2 separate regions of the Mus musculus genome follow, and region 1 is linked to region 2. Evidence: chromatin contacts called from public Hi-C data. All regions are on one chromosome and are shown on one strand. The core of a region is the stretch at or near the end of the contact, and the rest is flanking DNA. Distances in the headings are between cores, read along the strand shown.

The links. Hi-C and Micro-C count contacts between places; a contact is called where the count stands out from the background.
Region 1: a Hi-C map of liver shows a contact between it and region 2, with 1.7 times the contacts expected there. The contact joins two enhancer-like sites. A contact is called at or near these places in 1 of 39 promoter capture datasets (pre-B cells), 1 of 15 datasets of contacts at CTCF or cohesin (the NIH/3T3 cell line), 4 of 484 Hi-C or Micro-C datasets (bone marrow-derived dendritic cells, cerebellar granule neurons, liver and 1 more) and 3 of 9 other capture datasets (adipose tissue, liver and pancreatic islet).

The regions. Positions count from the first base shown.
Region 1 is chr9:101,277,297-101,284,246 of GRCm38.p6, forward strand. It overlaps the pseudogene Gm3121. Among named protein-coding and RNA genes, the nearest start is that of Ppp2r3a, 29 kb to the left of the region's middle. Within about 2 kb of position 5,410, at least 6 of the 459 cell types and tissues checked have an H3K27ac peak or open chromatin away from gene starts, as enhancers often do. A contact at or near this core is called in liver, where this site is marked.
Region 2 is chr9:101,202,526-101,209,634 of GRCm38.p6, forward strand. All of the region lies in intron 2 of Ppp2r3a (protein phosphatase 2, regulatory subunit B'', alpha), which reads right to left. Among named protein-coding and RNA genes, the nearest start is that of Gm24338, 17 kb to the right of the region's middle. Within about 2 kb of position 5,671, at least 8 of the 459 cell types and tissues checked have an H3K27ac peak or open chromatin away from gene starts, as enhancers often do. A contact at or near this core is called in liver, where this site is marked.

The sequences.
Region 1 (6,950 bases), core at 4,160-6,659, 75 kb after region 2:
TATGCGTTTGCTGGGAATCTGAACTCAGTTCTCAGCACCCGTGTTGGGAGGCTCAAACTCCCTGCAACTCCAGTTCCAGATCTAACATTTTCCCGTGGGCACTCTGTGGCCCCGTGCACTCATGAGCATACACTCCCTATGTGCATATCATTAAAAATAATGACAATAAAACTATTTAAAAGCCTTGTTTTCATCCTGAGCTCTCTGTTTCCCTCACGCATGCCATCTGCTCAATCAGAAGGCAAAGGGAGAGCAAGAGTCCTGAAACACTCTTGCCCAGGTAAAGGGAAATCCCATGACATCAAAAACTAGGTCTCCCATAGTGACAAGGGTTAATACATGACCTGCGTGTTCTGCCACCTAACTCAATAAACATGAGCGTTCTAGGCAATGTTGTAGGTACTTGATAATAGTAATAAGTAAAACAAGGTAAAAAAAAAAAACTTTATTGAGCCTCAATTCTACTAGGGAAAAATGGGAAACTTTCCAGATGGTTTAAGAGAAACACTGAAGACACCATGATCTTCAGAAATGGCCCAGAGATTCCTGAGAAGGAACTGACCTGAAAGGACTCTGTGTGAGAGCTAGCTTTCATGGTATCAGAAGACACCACGTAAGCTTCCAAAGGAAGGAGGTAGCTTACAGCCATGATGCTTGGGAGTCATTAATAACCAGCTTGACATGAGAAGCCTATGGTTAGGACGCGGTCACGGCACACATAACGGGGCAGTGACCAACAAAGCTTTAATGGGACTTAAAACCCGCTCAACAAGCAGGAGACCATGCTTGATGCTGGAAACCTACCTAATTACTCAGTGCTAGTGAAGCCTTGGTTATTAAAGGAGAATCTTCAACTGCTAATTTCGTAAACTAGTACAGTCTGCATGAGCAATCTGTCAACGTTTGCCCTTATACCCACAGATCAGCTTAGTCTTCACCTCCCCTCAGCAGGGCTTCTCTTTGCCAATATGGAGATGATTACAGAAAACCACAACCAATTAAAAGGCAGAGTTGTGGAGCCCAGTCCCAATGGATATAGCTACAAAGTGCCCCACCCCCATCTTGTAAGGCTCAGGGCGTGCTTCCAAAAGAGGAGGCAGAAAGGTTGTAAGAGACAGAGGATCGGGGAGTTTGCTGTGAGATTGTGTCTCCTAGTAACGTCAGAAACTGCACTCATAAAGTCTCTCCAACATCATTGGCCACACCTGAGCTGAACAAGGATGCCATCAATGAACACGTCAAACTGGACAAAGAGAAGCTCGTGAGATCTCAGCCCTACACGGAGAACCACAGATAACTGAAGAAGGCTGGGGATGGGAGAGGTGGCCTTCCCCAAGGAAGAACATACCAATTAGTTATTCAGTGCAAAATGCTCAAGCCTGAAAATATACTTATAGGTAGCATCATATGAATAGAACATACTACATATTGCGTGCAATAACAATTAGTGAAAAAAGAGGCCATGAATTTGGAGGAGAGTATGGAGGGGTACATGGGAGGGACTATAGGAAGGAAAGAGAAGGGAGGAATATTGTAAATTAGGTGTGGGCTTGAGATTGTTTCCCCTGACGTAGGAAGTCAGGAGTAGGTTCTGAGCAGAGGCCCATCACATTCTGACTTTGCATTTTGGAAGAGTCAGTCTGATTGCCGGCTGAAGAACCTGCTTTGGGAAGTCAAGAGCAGAAACAGAGACAAATTTCATTTCTCCAGGTGTGAGAAAGTGGTGCCTGTGCTGGATGGTCACTGTGCATTTGATGCAAAGCACTGACTTTAGAATCCTTTCTTTTGTTTGATGTGACGTGTGTGTGTGTGTGTGTGTGTGTGTGTGTGCACACGCTTCTTCTCTTCTCTGTGTTTTCATGTGCACATGCATGCCACATATCATCAACCAGAGGCCAATGATGGGTGTTTTTCTCTATCATTCTTTTATTAAAAATACTTCTAAAATTGAATTTACTACTACTACTACTACTACTACTACTACTACTACTACTACTACTACTATTTAGTGTGTGTGTGCACATGCATACACACACAAGCATGCATGCAAGTATGTGGAGATCACAGGACAACTTCAAAAAGATCTGGTTCTCTCCTTCCTACCTGGTGGGTCCCAGGGATGGAACTCAGGTTGTCAGGCTTGCCAGTAAGCACTTTTACCTACAGAGCCCTCTTGCCTGTTCTCCACGTTATATTTTTTTGTTGCAGAATCTCTCCCCGAATCTGGAGTTCACTGCTGTCTATGCTGGCTGTCCAGCATCTACCTTTTGTTTTTGTCTCCCCAGTGCTAGGATTACAGATACTCACTGCTCCACGACTCTTACGTGGTACCTGGCTTGTGCATGCTTGTGCTATAAGCAGTTTACACATCAAGCTGTATCCCTAATCCTAGAGTTCTCTTGAAGGATCCCACAGGATTTGCTGAACTCATGGTAGATGCACAGTTTATATTTGCTGAGTAATGGACACACAGAAGGGAGTTTTCCAGTTTACACTCTGTCCTATGTACTCTGACTGTGAGAAGGAGTCTTAAGACTGATCACTACTAGAAAGTATAATTTTTTTAAAAGTAAGTTTGGATTCTGTATTATTTGTGATTCTCTTGTTCAGTTTTCTTCAGTGCGAATGTCTTTCTATTGATGAAATGAGTCTTCAAATGAAAAGCCGAAGTGCAAACCAGAACTGAGCAGTTTCACGTGGTTCTTTCACGTTTTTCAGCCCCAATTTGAACCTAAAAGAGTGAGAAGGTTCTTTATATTAGCAAAGGAGAGATGTTTTTATTATAAAACTTCTAATATTGGTATCAGTATAATTGGCTAGGAACCCAGTTTAGGGGCAAATTCCTAGAGGTGTGTGTGTGTGTGTGTTTTAAATACAACGAATTGCCTTTATTTCGGTATGCATCCACATTTTAACCTTTCGTGGTCCCTAACGGTGTGGGGAGCATGGCAATGAGCCAGGAGGCCAGGTCCACTGATCTACAAATGATCTGCAAACGTGGCAACACAGAGCTCCTCCCGGTCCCTGCAGAGGGTCTGAAGAGCAACACTGAAACCTGAGTCTGCAGGGTCAGGACCTCGTGTTCCAGCTGTCAGGCTCCACATCAGACCCGATGGGTGGCCAGGGTGACCCAGAGCCCTGTTTAAATTTCTTCAGTGAGTAAAAGCAAAGCAATGATGGGAAAAGGAACCAACTCAGTACCGTGTGCACTGAGGACTTTCCACATGGCCGTTTTCTAGGCATCTTTCCACCAAGGACCCTGAGCGCTGGCTGGTCTGAGTCGCCCTATGACTGCTCTGGTTACCTCTAGACATGAGTGCAAAGCTCAAGAGCTGACGGTGGCAGCAGGGCTGAGGGCCCGGTGCTCCCTTCCCAGGCTGGTGGCAGGTGAATGTGGTCCGGAGCTAAGTGAGGGAGGCCAGGCAATTCCAACCTCATCTGATGGCTTCTGGCCACAGCAAGTGTTGGATGGTGATGGGCTACAAGGGAGTTGAGGAGGGAAAGCAGCACCCTTTGATAAAGGTGGGGAGACGGGAGGCCTTGACTTCCACACCCATGGCCAATTTCAAAGGAAGGGTGGGTTACAATCTAAGCTTGGGCCAAGGGTGGGAGTGGAGGAGTGGGGATCATGGCTTGGATGGGGCATCACTTAAGACTTAAGAAAGCAGGGGTGCAGCCAAAGCGCCCTAAGCCCAGCAGTAGTCAGTCCCACAGCTGCTACCCGGAGCCTTCCCATCTATTCTAAGGGCCACCGCACATGTGTGGCAGACGGTGGAGCAGGCAAAGGCAGACCCAGGCCAAGTGCCAGCAGCAGGAGATTGTGTGACGGGTCTGTTCCCAGAATTTCAACCAGGCAGACAGCGGTTACACTAGACAGATGATGTTACACAGCACAACTAAGGTACCTCAAATGGACAAGAAGTTAGTATCAGAGCAGTGCCTCAGGATGAAGCCTGAATGGGGCTTCTGCTCCAGTACTCTGAGCTCTACAGATGTATCTAGAAAATTCACTACAGTGGAAAATGAAGACTTGGATTGGATGGGGAGGGAAAGCCGGGTCCTTGGTGACTAATTGCTGTAACACTGTCCTGGCGGCAGTGGCAGCTTCATGTTGTCTTTTGACATCAGGCGCCGCAGTTCCTTCGGGATGCCTTTGATGCTGTGGGAATTCTGCCATTTTGCCAGTCCTGCCGTGGCTCTTGGATCCACCACTCCATTTGAACTGCTCATGCCACTCATACTGACTCTTGTTACCAATCTTACAGACGGGGGTGCTTCTGGGTACTTCGCCCACATTCTATTATTGTTCGTGGAGGCCCAATTATCATGCCTGTCCATCTTGTGTCATGTCCTCATCGTCATCCTCCAGACCCCAGCTAACTGTGCCGTCACCTACTCCTTTCTGGCCTTCTTCCAGCTCTTCCAACAGTCAGAAATTTTGAGGAACTTTTACTCCCGAACCTATGGTGGCTGCCATCTTGTGTCGCTGTCGCTCCAAGGCTGGCCCCTTCTTCACCCCTCCTAGAGGTGTTCTTACTTTCCAAGTCTCTCTTTCCAATTCTACTGGTATCAATAATGACTGGCCAGGAACAGGATGGAACTAGTGAGATGTTGGGTATGTAACATTTAAGGAAGCACCAATTTTTAGGATCTATTCATCTGCTGGGGCAGCCCCAAGAAGAAGTACTTCCTTAAATGTTGTGCTCTGAGATCCCGCTAGCCTCATCCTGGCCCTTGCCCTAATGTTTACAAAGAAACCTTTTAGTTTATTAACCAGTTAGCCCTAGTGTCAAGCACATGACCTGTTCCCTACTTTTCGCCATGCACATGCAACAAAATCTGCTTTCAGAGAAAGCAAATGGCGTGGAGAGGAGCCATGTTCTGGAGAGCCCTGCCAGCGTAGCAATTAAAACCAGTGAGGAAATGGGGATGGACATTATAGAGTTTTGCTTCATCATTAACTCAACAAGCCATTGGAATGTCATTTATTGGGGGCTACCTGGGTCCATCCAGACTCTGTTTAACCTTCCCTTCATGTTTCTAGTGTTCTTGGGTATAGCATTTGAAAAATGTACCCGTTGTTCTCTACCTTTTGCTGTATTACAAAAATTTAACAGAACAAATAATTGCCGTGCCAGAAATGCTTTGGACAATCAGGTAATGGCTTATTTTTAAGGCTGGGTTAACAATTTCCATTTTCAAAATGAATTCAAATTGACTGAGTGATTTTAAATTAGCTCTTTAGTTTTTTTTTACCCTAAGCCACCGATAATGCCACTATTAATTTCAATTATTTAGAGGCAACATTAGTACATGTGAAACAAGAAGCACGATAAAGACAAGAGAGGAATAAATTACTCGCTGCAGGACAGAGTGACATTTTGACTGACACAGAGCCTTTTTTTTCCCCCTTTCACACACTTTGTGCTTTGACATTTCACTTGGCACAAACATTTCACAAATTCCTGACCTAATCTGAGGTACTGCTGTTTAGCGATCGCTGACATGACATGTTTTAACCTCAAGCTTGCTAGATTCCAAATGTTACCTTTTTTTGTTCATTGAGGTTGGATGACCTCCAAAAACCAGTCCAAGCAAAGGCCCGGGAACCCGTGAGGTTAAGTGTGCTTGCTGTTTGCCCAGGGTGAAGAAGGGGCAGTTTGAAATTGGAGTTGGGGCGAGGTGGGGGGTTGAGATTTTTATTTATTCATTTATTTTTAAATTTTTTAAAAGGATATTGTGTAATGAAAGAAGACGGAGCCATGGGGAACCCTGTTATCTTGAAAGAGACAATAGCCCCAAGCATAAAATACTGAACAATCTAATAAGAACTAAATAGAGCTTATAGTGTTGTATAAATAGTAGATGGGGCTGGAGAGATGGCACAGAGGTCAAGAGCACTTGCTGTTCTTGAAGAAGATCTAGGTTTGCTTCCAGCACCACACTTTGGCTCACAACTACCTGTAGACCCAGTTCCAGAGGACCTATCGCCTCCCCTGGCCTCCACAGGCACCAGGCGTGCACATATATTCAGGGAAAAAAATCCTCACATATCTAACATAAATAAGTCTTTAAAAATAATAATCTAGGGACAGAAAAGATTTAAATAGCAGAGAAATACATCAAGGAAGAATATGTTGTGTAAAGATGTTATTTCTCAAATTACTTTGTGAGAACTTTGTCTCCAGGTCTCTGTGCCTGGAAGGGGTCACATTCTTATTAATACATATGCTCTGTTACACATTCTTATTAATACATATGCTTTGCTAGTTTATTTGCTTTATTGACATATGCTTTCTAGGTTTTTATTCAAGAATGTGTCAGCTAACATTGCTCTGCTATGATATTTAAAAAGTATATGTATATGTTTGTGTGAGTCTACATGTATGTGAGTGTGCATGTGTGTGAAGGCCAGCGGACTTCAGACGTCCACCTCCTTTGTCACAGAGTCTGTTACATATGGGAGCACAGCAGTCAGGTAAGAGTAGCTGGCCATCAAGCCTCAGGGCTCCTTATGTTTCCATCTTGATAACACTGGGTTTACAGGAATGTGCTGCCACGCTCCACATTTTTCCTGGGTTCTGGGAATCAAAATCCAGGTGCTCCTGTTTATAAGACAAGCGTTTTTAAACAACCGAGTTACCTCCCCATCTTTTTCCTCTTTCTTTTCTCTTCCATCAACCCTTCCTTCTTCACCTTTGAAACAGTGTCACATGTAGTCCTTGCTGTCTTCAAACTCATTCTGTAGCCAAGGCTTCTCTTGAACTCTGGATCCTCCCCTTTTCTCACTCACTTTTTTTTTTTGTCACTAGAATTATGTGTGTGGGCCACTCCCCTCCCCGACCTCTGACCTGATTTCCATGGACTAGCAGTTAGAAATGCTTTCTGTAGCGGGTATTGGACAACTGCACCCATAGTACTTAAATAATAGGGACAATGGATCATCTCAC
Region 2 (7,109 bases), core at 4,421-6,920:
GAGATCACAAGTTCAAAGCCTGGGCAGTTTGACAAGACCCTATCTCAAAACAAATAAAACTCCACCACCAACAAAGGAAAGAGAAGATTTTCATTTCATTGACACATTAAACAGATGCAGGAGGGAAGGAAGGAGGTAGAGAGGAGGCAGTATGGCTAATTTTTTTTTTTAATTAAAAAATTTTTTTTTGCTATAGGGATTCACTGTGTAGCTCTGGCTGGCCTGGAACTTACTATGCAAACCAGGCTGACCTTGAACTAATAGGGATCTGCCAGCCTCTATCTACAGAATGCTGGGATTATAGGTGTGTACCACCACATCAAGCCTTAAAACTTGTTTATAGGTGTATGAGCACATTATCAGTAGCTATAACCACTGCAAAAATGTTTTTCCCTCACCCATCAACCATTAACTACATATAAGAACTCAGGGGATAATATGATCTCAGGAATTTGAAATGAGAGTTAAGTTCATATGCATCAAAACAGAAGGCTGGAGTTGGTCAAGAATATACTAATGATTACAAGCACCATGCTGTGAAATATGTGTCAAAGCACTATGGTCTTTAAAAGTACATCTGTGAGAGGAGACTCATCCTTATCTCTAGCCTAGAATCATTATTGTTTTCTGGGAATCTCAGAGGAAGTAGAAGGACCCCCGATTCAAAGGTCTGTATCTGACAACTCTTTTGAAGTAGGGAGACTTAAGGTATAGAATAAATAAGTAGTAATCAATTAATACAGATAGTTTTATGTATTTTCTGAAGATGGTCATATTAGGAAAGACTTTTGGGGATTCAAGCCTGGATGTAATACTACAATCTTTTGAAGTACTTTGGAAAATTACAAGAAGAAAATTTAAAATTTACAAAGTATGCGAAGTCTCTAAAAAAGTTGAACATTGTTACTAAATACCTCAAGTATCTGTTGGGCTGTTCAGGTTAGATTTTGCCAGCTTTAAACAAAGCAGAGTCACTTGGTATGAGGGACCCTCAGTTGAGAATTGCTTCCATCAGATTGGCTTGTAGGCAAGCCTGTAGGGCATTTTCTTGATTAATGGCCCATTGTGTGGAGTGCCATCCTTGGACAGGTGGTCTTGGGCTGTATATGAACGTGGGTTGAGCAAGCCCCAGATAGCGTGTCAGAGGCTGCATTCCTCTGTGGCTGCCTCTTCAGTCCCTGCCTGCGAGCTCCTGAGCTCCTGCCCTGGACTCCCGCAACGATGGAGTCTACTGCATAAGATGCAGAAATGCTTTTCCTCTACCGTTACAGCAAGGGAAACCACAGTAGCACGGGAACACTCACTAAGTGCTACTGATCTGGGTTTGGGCATATGGTGAGTAAACAAAATTAATGTGCTAACTGTAAACAATCTCTACTACATTCCTGAAATCTGTGCTTGGTAACATGTGGAAAATAGTTTTAAATTATAAAATTATTTAAATGTGTTAAGACTTTAGCTTGTACTTGCCCACTCCATTTTTCCTTTCCATGCTAGAAATGGATGCACTAGACAACCACTGAGCAACTTCCTCAGCCCAACTGTATTTTTCTAATGTAGGCATGTTAAGTTGTCAGGTTTCATTAGACTTACAGCTTTGACAGTTTTACTAAAGTTAAATTAAAAAATGCTTCTAGAAGGAACTAGAGCTTATTTTTTAACCTTTGAGTTATGATTAAAATGTTATTGCCCCATTACGCTTAAGAGGCCCAAGTTGACTGTGATGCCATCTGCTGGTAGCACTGACACAGGGCTAAAGCTTGGTTTATTGGGTCTGGGCGACAGTTGAGGCAGTGAAGTGCCTGTAGTATAAGCATGAGGACCTGAGCTCAGATCTCCAGCACCCACACAGAAGCTGGACTCTGGACATGGAGGTATGTCTACAACACTAGTGTTAGGTGGGGGGCCTAGAGACAGAGGGATCCCGAAAACTCACTAGCCAGCTAGTCTAGTTTACTCGTGCGCTCTGAGTTCACGGAGATCTCATCTCAAAAATACGGTGGCAAGCGATAGAAAAAGATACTAGATGCTGACCTCTGTCCTCCACGTGCATACTTCACCCAACCCCAGACACACAGGCACATATACAGAGAGAGGAAGTATTACTTAAGTATAGTTTCTTAGTGTTTATTTTTTTAATAAAATTATTCCATTAACTTCCATATTAAAATATGGCCTCAGCACAGTAATTCATTCATCATAATTATGAAACCTTAGGGGACCTTAGCTGGCTCACTCTCCCTCCTCTACAGGCTGTTCTTGGTCATATTTGACTCTCTTGCATACTCATCTGCATGGATCAGCTATTCTTGAACCTACAAAGTTAATTCCTGTCATATAGAGGCTTTATCAAGTGTCACATGTTAGTCAATGACTGTGTGAGAAATGAGTGACATTGTGAGAAAGCTGTCCAAAAAGACAAGAAAAGAAGCTGATTGATGGGGGAGGCAGAGATTAGGGAAAACAGCTACCTGTGGTTACTTTAGGCAAAAATTTACTTTTTAAAAGTGTTTTTCCTGTCTCAGCCTCTAAAGTTGCTGAGATTACAGTAGCACATTGCCACAATCAGTTTTATTTACTTTTTAAATGTCTAATGATACACTGATTGGATATCATAATCCATAGGTAGCTTTTGTTACTGATCTTTAATGATGCTTCCAGGACTCAACAAAACAGAACGCTGAACCTTATCAAACTCTGCTTTGTTGATTTAATGTAAAATACATCTAGATAGTCAGCAAACCATTTTTATAAGTGCCCAAGTAGTAAATAAATACTGTAGGCTTTAGGCTCTGTATCTCAACTACTCAGATTAGTAGGTAGAACACAAAAGCAGCCATAGATCATTTAATGAGCAGGTGTGGTTATGGTCCTGGCAGCAGCAGGGTGGATTTGGCCCAAGGCCTTTAGATGGCCGACCCCTGGTCTAGGCCAGTATCCAATTTCTGAATATCCTCTTAGTGTTTTCTTTTTGGCTTCCTCTCATAACAGGAGTTTGAATTTCATCTTTATTTGGTCAACACATACTACTTACTCTTGGGAAATTATTTTGAAATAATGTTAAAATAATATGTAATATTGTCAAGACAATCTTTTTAATGTGTCATCACTACTGACATTTAAAAGCACTGCCTACATGCCCATTAATTAAAATGCTTTCATTTCTAATTAAAATGTTTAAGCTGGTAGTTTTTCAGCTGTCTAAAACAACAACAACAACAACAATGACATAATTTAAAATTTGTTCTTAAAAGAAATCATAGGTCAATCACGGTGGCATATTTTTATAATCTTAATACTTAGACATGGGCAGGATAAGTTCCAGACCAGTCTGAAATACACAGCAAGACTGTCTAGAAACAAGCAAACAAAACAAACAAACAAACAAACACAAAAACAAGGGCTGGGAATGTAGCTAATCAGTAAAGAGCCAGCCTAGTGTGTACAAGAAAACAAATAAATATACCAACAACAGAAAAAAAAAACCCATGAAAAACAATATTGTATAAAAGTTTGCAGCAATAGATAAACAATTTCAGAATGGTAGAAAACTTCTAGAAAAAAGGAGAAACTAGTGAGGAGGGCTATCCTATGGGTGTCACTGTATCTAAGATAATTTTGAAAGATCAAGATGCTAATGAAAACACTACAGCAGCCAAGCTAGGTTACAGACCTGCAGCTATAACTGCCTGGGAAGCTGGTGGAAGAGGACTGCAAGGTCAGGCTGCCCAAGCAACAGAAGGGGTTCCAAACAGACCACGTCTAATCTAAGAAACAATAACAATGAATAACTAAACCGAAACAGTAATACAAAAATATGAAACAAATACTGTAAAATACTGAGACCCGACAAAACTAAGTGGTGTGCTTTTTATATAATATACCATACTGTTCTATTTGCATAAAACAAGCTAACAAATTATATTTCATGGCCTACATCTAGCTCAATGCCTGTTTCTCTAAGCTTTAGCTCCAAGATCAGTCTAACATTTTGTGTGTTTGGTATTTGTGGCATATGAATATGTGTACACATGAACGCAGGTGCATGTTTCCACATGAGCACATGTGGAGGCAAAGGACGATGACAAGTGTCTTACTTTGTCATTCTCTCTTTTATTTTCTTGACACAGGGTCTCTCAGACGTTAAGCTGACCATTTTGGCTAGGCTGGTGGGCTAGTGAGCCAGCTCCCAGGATCTGCTGGCCTCTGCCCCACAGCACTGTGGTTACAGATATGCACTGCCACGCCAAGCTCTTTCTATAGGTGCTGGAGATTCAAGCTGAGGGGCTCATGCTTACACAGGGCAGTCTTACCAACTGAACCATCTCCCCAGACCCTAGTTTAATATTTTTAAAAGACTCTTTAAGCACATGCATGTATGCATGAACACACACACACACACACACACACACATACGATAACACTAATCTCATTACATACTAAGCCTAAAATATTTACTGTCTGGCTTTTCATAGAAAAAGTCAATTCCTGTCTTAAACCAATTCACGGGAAGAAAAGATTCAAGGATAAAGGACAAGCCTCTAAAGCAAGGAAATATGGCTTCTTGTACAAGGCCATCAAGCAGAAATTTATTAAATTTTATTCTATTTTTTGATACTGAAGCTTATTTAAAAGAATGTTGAAAGATGATTATTTTAAATCGCATTCTGATTCTAGTCCACATTTGTAAAAAGGAAAAAAACAAACCAAACAAACCTAGGACGCTTTAGTGCCTGGCTGCCGAGTCAGACTGAGCTGCAGCTCGTGCCAAGACTCGGAGTATTACCAGAGGCCCACTCCCTGTCTTCCCCCCACCCCCACAGGAGGTAATGTGGGAAGAAACTTAATAAACATTTAATATGTGGTACCACAATAAGAGTTTCTGGTTATAATGGCTGTGAAAATTATAATAGGTCATCAGAGGAGAACATTTTCCATTTAATACACAGATTATTGAGAAAATATATGCAAATGCCTTAGCCTATAATAACTGTAGCGCTTAAGAAATGATTAGCATTCTGAAGCTACTACACAGGTATTTTTAGTCCTTTATAGCATGGTAAGCCCATCAGTATTATCTTGAATATGAAAAACTTTCTTTTGTATTTTGTAATTAATTTATTTAGCTTCTCTTCTAGTGACAACCCTACTGAACTAAGGATATTATAATAGGGACTTAGAGGCTGTGCTTGCTAAAATCATTGACTCTTCACTTGGATGTGCGTGACACAAAGAAAGATTAAAAACTTGGTGTTATTTTGCAACTATTTCCTTTGCTACCCTAATATTTGGGTCAGATTCTTGCTTAACTCTGCAATAGATATGTAAATCATGTAAAGACTATCTGTCTGAAGCTGCTAATCCTATCCCACCCCAATACACCAAATGAGAGTAACTAAGTCTAGACTACTGAAGTAGCATCTGATGTCTCTAGTCTTTGCTCTAAACCCAAAGGAACTAATTCCATCTTGCTTTTTCTGACTTGTCATTCTTTCCTGCAGTAACACTGTGTTTCAGAAGAAATGACCTAATATATAAGAATCCCACAAGAAGTGGAACTACCCCCACAGGCAACTGCAATGTTCACTGTGACCAAAAAGCATAGCTTTTTGATAATGATCAACCCAGCCATGGTTTACCCAAGACTGCTTGCTTTGCTAAGTATGCAAACCTTTAACCTTTGCCTTTGTTCCCTTTCTAGACCTTTCAAAGCTCTGTCAGCTTTCTCGTTCTCCTGGTGTGGGCACAGTGATTTTTATAAAACTGTTTTCCTGCCTTCAGTACTGCCATCTCTTGGACTGAATTTGGGAACAGTGGATAGGTCAGGTCTGCTGGGACTCTCAAGAGTTGGGCCTTTTCTCTAAAATGTAACATTATCAACATTTGTGAATCAATAAATGAGTTCCACAGAGTTTCCATAAATGTTCAATGAACATCTGAGCAAAATCATCATTTAATAACGAAGTATGTACTATATTGCTCTAAGTTTTAATGTTTCTGGTAACTAAAAATGTGCACACAGAACAGTGGCCATAAATGTGAACCAGGTAGAAATTATTCACCTGATCACAATTCACCTTTTTTGTTCTGTCAAATAATCTCCCTCAGTCCCCACACCCATATGGTATTACATGATAGGCAAGTGCTCTGTCACTGAGCTAGACCCCTAGCTCTTGTCTTCTTGAGACAGGGTCTTTCTAGGGAGTTCAGGTCAGTCTTCAACTCATAGTTGAAGTCCACAATAGCCTTGAACTCATGGTTCTCTTGCTTTCACATTCCTAATTCTGAGATTACAGAGCTGTACACAATGCCCAGGACAAATGAAGTTTCAAAAATTATATATCGGGCTGGATAGACAGCTCAGTAACTAAGAATGCATATACTTTTCCAGAGGGTCCAGGTTTAGTGCTCAGCATTCCTACTGGGCAGCTTACAACTGCAAGCAACTCAAACTCCAAGGGAGCCAGTAGCCTTTTCTGTCTTCTGCAGGCCCTGTACTCACATACCTATAACAAGTACATTTAAAATTTAAATCTTGCTGGGTGTTGTGGCACAGTCTGTAGCCCCAGAACTCACAGGGCAGAGGCAGGCAGAATCTATGAGTTTGAGGCCAGTCAAAGCTATATAATGAAACCTTGCCTCAAAAACCAAACAACAAATTAAAAATCCTTTAAAATTATGTATTATTATTGTCTATGTGTATGTATGATATGTCTGTGTGAGCACTCATGTGCAGATGTCAAAGGACAACTTGTTGAGTGAGTTCTCTCCTTTTATCATTACATGGGCCCAGGGACTGAACTAAGCCTGCATGGAAAGTGCCTTGACTCTCTGAGCCATCTTGCTGGCCCTCAAACAAAATTATAACAAGGCTAGAATAATATTTAGGTATTTGTTTGTTTGTTTATTTTCAGTACAGGGTCTTCCTATGTATCTCTGGCTGTCCTGGAACTCATGTAGATAAGGCTAGATTTGAACTCACAGAGATCTGCCTGATTCTGCCTCCTGAGTGCTGGGATTATAGGCATGAGCCACTATGCCCGACACTAAGTTTATTTTTTAATTTGGTCATAAAGTCTTATCTCTAAAATTCAACTTCTAAAAATTAA